Linked DNA regions of Zea mays: region 1 is linked to region 2. The links are chromatin contacts, called in public Hi-C maps. All regions are on one chromosome and are shown on one strand. Each heading gives the region's core, a stretch centred on a gene start, on an enhancer-like site or on the middle of the called end of the contact. The rest is flanking DNA. Distances are from core to core; before and after follow the strand shown.

The links. Hi-C and Micro-C count contacts between places; a contact is called where the count stands out from the background.
Region 1: a contact with region 2 is called in a Hi-C map of ear, with 4 times the contacts expected there. The contact joins the promoter of LOC103640745 here to the promoter of LOC100383586 in region 2. A contact is called at or near these places in 5 of 25 Hi-C or Micro-C datasets (ear, leaf and tassel).

Annotation. Positions count from the first base shown.
Region 1 is chr10:4,403,658-4,406,357 of Zm-B73-REFERENCE-NAM-5.0, reverse strand. LOC103640745 (DDT domain-containing protein PTM) reads right to left here and starts at 1,276. Exons shown (of 10, transcript XM_008664234.3): 1 at 1-1,276. The coding sequence starts at 871.
Region 2 is chr10:4,221,976-4,224,675 of Zm-B73-REFERENCE-NAM-5.0, reverse strand. LOC100383586 (putative DUF231 domain containing family protein) reads right to left here and starts at 1,381. Exons shown (of 4, transcript NM_001176234.1): 1 at 676-1,381. The coding sequence starts at 1,172.

The DNA of each region.
Region 1 (2,700 bases), core at 27-2,526, 180 kb before region 2:
TGACCTCCAAGGCGCTCCCTGATGAAACCAGCAAGTCTAGCTTCCTCTTCCGGCAGCTCACCTTCATGCCTAATGCACCATTATCATCCGACATGAGAAGCTCCTGGAGCTGAGGAAGCCCCAGCTCCTCAGCGTGTCCGTCCTCAAACACCAGGCTGTAGACCCCAGCTGTGCTATCATAGGACACAACCTTCCCAATAAGAATCCTCGTGCGCCCTGGAGCGCTACGTCCAATGTAGCGGCCCACCAAGCCTTCCCCCACCTCCTCTTTAACCTGAAGACCCCCAGCATGTGCCGTAGTCCCTTGATTCACCACTCCGCCGTCACCTTCCCCCGTCTTAACCTCGCTTTCCACAGCAGCTGCAGTGCACTCTTGTTCCTGTTCCTGACCATCGCCCTCTCGTTCTGCTACGCAGCCGCCATCCACCTCCATCTTCATTTCAGAGTACTCATTGCCTGTGGAGCAACCCCCGTCCTCGTCCATCCGTGCTTCAGATACCACAGGAGCCACATCTGGCACTTCCCCCGCAATGCTGCTGCCCTCAACTGCCCCATTCGCCAGACCACCATCAGACCGCTCCTTGCCCGCGGCGCCACCCTCGTCCACCTCGCTCGCTTGAGGCGCCGCAGGACACTGGTCGCCCACAGCACCGCCTTCGTCAGCCACCACCCCCGGATCTCCAGCCGGCGTCTCCCCGTCACGCCCACGCTCCGCCGCCGCGACGTCTCCACCAGCCCCCGCCTCACTGGCCGCTGTAGGCTTCTCCGCAGCAGCGACGCCACGGGCCATCGCCTCGTCACCGTCCGGCGCCGCGGAGGAGTCGGCGGCGGGCGCCCGATCGGAACCCTCCCGGCGGGGCTCGGCGTCCATGGCGGCACCGGGCGCGGAAACCCTAGCGACTGCGGCCCTACCGTACCATCCCCGCGGCGAATCGCGCGCCTCCGGGAGAGATTCCGTCGGGGCTGGTGAAGCGCGGGCGTGTGGAGGCGGCGCCGACACGCAGGGCGAGGAGGGACTGTGGCCCGGGTACGAATCTGGGAGCCGCCGATCTCGCCTCTCGTGCGGTGCGGCGAGCGGCAGCGAGAGGCCGGCGTGGGGTGGACAGAGCGGGGGGGGGGGGGGGGGGGCAGGGTGCGGTACGCGCTCTGCTGCGGGCTTGCGAACCCTACTGCGGCGCGGCGGTGGGGAGCGAGGCGGCGCGCGGCGAGGAGTGAGGTGGGAACGGAAGAGGCGGAGATGATGGGTGAAGAAGGGAGGGGAAGGGAAAAGGGAACTGGAACTGGAACACGGGCCCGAGCCCCGGCCCGGGCCGAGCCGCACAACCGAACCGACTCGCACGCACCAGCGGACCTGCCTGGCTCGCGTCACTCCGGTTCGTGCCGCCTTGTCGGATCCTGCGTTCTGGGCTCGGATCTGTGCCCGAGTCGAGAGTGGCACCTGATCCACTCGTGGAGGGAGGGGATCCCGCGACAGTACATGTACACTGCGGATGGTTTAGCGGGCGGCGGGCGGCGGACCCGGTGCGATGTGCAGCCCTCGTCGTGTCCACCGCGACCTGGCTGAACCGGGTCAGCTTGGCGCGTTCGCGTTCCACCACCACCACGAGTCCATTCCAGCACGGCACGACGACGGCTGCGGTGCTGCGCTAGTCCGACGGCCGCGAGCCCGCGATGGAGGGAGGCTGCTGCCAGTTTTTCAAATTCAAAACCGGTGGAGTGGAGGGAGCTGCTTGCTGAGGTAGGGAAGGTACCGGTAGGGCAGTGCAACGGTTGTGGGTTCGCTCGCGCCAAAGTGCCGCCTGTGCTGTGCGTGCGGCGTTGCCGCGTAGGCGATAGGCGTAGCACTCGCTTCTTGGCTTGCTCCTGCTCGCGGCGGTGTGTGCTCCTCCTTCCCGTATGCTTTGTGCACCCCCGTGGCCCTGGGTGCTTCTAGCTATTGGTTAGATAATAAGTCACTAAATTTATGAAGTTAATTTAGAGAGCTGTTGGGTAGTATTTTTATGCTAACTATCTAAATTATTAGTTTAGATATTCATTTAAGAACTACTGGAGTTGCTTTTATAGTAGCCACAACGGTGTAGATAGAACACTCTCTATAGCAACATACATGTCATCTACATCTATATCTATACTATACTTAAAACACCAGTTTCAACGGTTGTCATGCGTCATTTTTTTTACAAATAACCCCTCACAGCTATTTCAAATTAATCCGCTGCACGTCTATAGATGTCAAACGACGTCCGACACGGGCTAGATGCATACGGGCCACAACTATGGCACAGGCACGTCATGCCGGCCTGCTAACTGTGTCGGACCAGACCGTTAGCCCGTCGAACCCATGCCCTGATGGAAGAAGGGCGGGAGACATTGGGTGAAACTGTCTAACCAGTAGAATATCAGCTAAGATGTTTTTAATATTGAATATAAATTGTATATATGTATATTATATATGTTTTTTGTAAAATAAAAAACTAATCGTGTCGGGTCGGGCCAACACTACAGGCCGAGGCTACAGCCCAAGCACGGCACGTCGTTCTTTGCTCTTGCAAGCAGGCATTGGCACAATGGACTACACGGTGTTTGAGATTGCTGAATTGGATGGAGCAACAATGATTTGTCACACTAACAGCAAAATGAAAGGTTATTTGTTGGTTTTAAACGTTAGTAATTGCTATGAAGTAGCATAATTTACATGTA
Region 2 (2,700 bases), core at 132-2,631:
GCAACAAACACCACCAATTGGTAGCCCGTGAATGCAGTAGTACAGTTGTAGATTTGGCGTTAGATTTTGGGTTCATTTGCTAGCACTAAGGTACATAAGCAACAAACTGCTGTGCCATCAGAACCCACAAATATGGGTTATACGGAACAATGACTGGTCACGGAAGAGCATGAAGAGACCACCCTCCCACCGCAGGTTGCAAGATGGAAACAGCATGGCACGCTGGGTAGCAAGATTGGAAACCCGACGCCTAGGAGTCCCAACGCGAGGTGGTGGTCTAGACTAGAGCGTCCTAATCATCTAATTTAAGTTCCACAACGCGCATTAAAGCACAAAGCGTCATTGTCTAGGACTTGTTTCTTAGACGTCGAAAAAGTCTGGAGCAGTAGTGTCAAATTTAGACCAGTCCAAGATCGAACAAACACAGCTCGGGACGTTGGAAGTCGGAAGTAGCAGCGCCAAATCTAGACCGGTTCGAGATTCAACCAACCGACCAAAAATTAAAAAAAATGCACGGAGATAGATAGATAGTAGTACGCCCGCGCACGCTTCTTTCGCTCTGACAAGGTTAGCAAACCAGAAATCTCCAGATCCTGGAGATGGCGGGGCACGGGACGGCTGAGGTGAGGTGAGGAGAGGAAGGCAGCAGGGGAGAATCGAAGCGAGGAAACGAACCGGGGGAGATGGCAGCGCGACGGCTGCCAGCGCCACTTGGTGTAGGACGCGTCGGGTCGGCCGTTCTCGGCGCAGCGGAAGCCGACGTCGAGGAACGGGCAGTCGCTGGAGTGGTAGAGCGGGTACCCGCCGCCGGCGCCGGCGCCGGCCCAGACCCACTCCCCGTCGAACAGGTCGCACTCCTCCTCCTCCTCGTCGTCGGCGGCGGCGGCGGCCTCACCGCCGCCACCACTCCCCGCCGCCGCAGCACGAGGCGCGGAGACGGGCCGGTGGTCCGCGTCCGCGTCCGCCGATGCCGCGATGGAGACCCCGCCGGCCCACAGCCTCCCGTGCGCGGCCACCAGCGCGGCGGCCGAGCAGCGGAGCGAGGCGGCGCCGAGGAGGAGGAGCAGCAGCAGCAGCAGCGCCGCGGCGGCCAGCCACGCCAGCTCGGCCTTCTCCAGCCGCCGCTTGGCCGCCCGCCGCAGCAGGCGCTTCACGGGCGAGCCCAGCAGCATTGCCGCCGCCTGCCTGCCTGCCTGGCTCCGGGGACGAAGCGGCCGGTAACTGAAATCCCGCGGGAGCGCCCGTGGCAGGAGGCGCGTCGGCAACTGGCGTGCCGTGCCCACTGGGTGGTCCGAGGAGACGAGACGATAGGAGAGCGGTGCGGGACCGTGTTGCAAACTTGCAATGACCGGGACCGGGACCGGGACCTGCCGGTACGGACTGCTGCGGGGAAGTAGACGGTGGCCGCCAGGATTTATGATTGGAAGAAGTGGGGCAAGCGAAACGGTTGCTGACTTGCTGCTTCGCTTCCTTCGGTAATAGTTGCTCGAATATTTGTATAGTTTAATTTATTTAAATAACATATTTATTTAGACATGGTTATGTTTTTATTTTTCAATTAACAGCATATACATGTCTGTAATATCGTAAATATTTGTCGTTTACTAGTTTATTTTTTAACGAAACGGTGACAAATAAAAAAGAACAAAAAGAGTATGGCAGAAATAGACATGTGTCTCGGTGATTAAGGGGTTCGGCTGCAATCTTAGCGACGTGAGTTCAATTTCTAGTTCTACGCACGATAAAACTCACACTTAAATATAGTAGAGAACGAGATGTATAAAATTTAAACAACGACAAGGGTGTGTTTCAGTCGGTGGTGACTTGTGAGATACTACATCACCAATGCAAGTTCGATTAGTTAGTTAGTTAGTTAGTTAGTTATATGAGTTATGTGGTTTGGGGGGAGGCAAGTAACGAATGACGAACTGGGAAGATGATTGCGCGATAACAAAGAAGCAAAAAAACGGGTGCAAGGCAAGAAAGGAATGATGAGAAGGTTAGGATCGGATCGAGTAGTACGCAAGCCAAGCAAAGCAAAGCAAAGCAAACCACCGACCCGATCGCGCGCTGCTGCCACGACGATGCCGTCTCGTCCAGGCGTACGCTGGCGCCTCATGCGCCACTGATGGCGACGGCCGGAATGTGATCGGAGATCCCCTGGGATCCCTGCTCAAGTGCTCAGTGCTGCACCGCCGTTGCTGAGCCACGGTGGTCGTCGTGGTTTATTAGTGGTGGTGCCTGCACTTACCAGTTGCCTTTCCGTTGCGAGTGGGGATGGACAACGACCCTTTCTCTTTCTTTTCGCCATCGGCAGTGGGTATGGCCGTGTGGGTGGGCTATGAATGCGGCCGTGCCGGCAATGCGAGGCCAGTCGTCTCATTTTTCATTCTCTTCCAAAAAGAGCACTCCAACGAAGAAACGAAACGAGAAAAAAAAGGAAAGTACTCTACTACTCATTGTGGTTCTATTTGCCTTTGTTTTAGGCCCTTAGTCTCTAAATTATCAAACGGTAGAACTAAAATAGAGACTAATCTATTTTAGTCTATACTCTCTAGTCCCCTAAGTGGTGACTAAAATGGACTAAATCATATAAATCCTACCTTTTACCCCTCCTTTATTTCAGTTTCACTAATAGCGAGAAAATGCTTAAGAGTATTTTGGTCCTCTTATAATTTATTTAATACGTTTTGAATATTT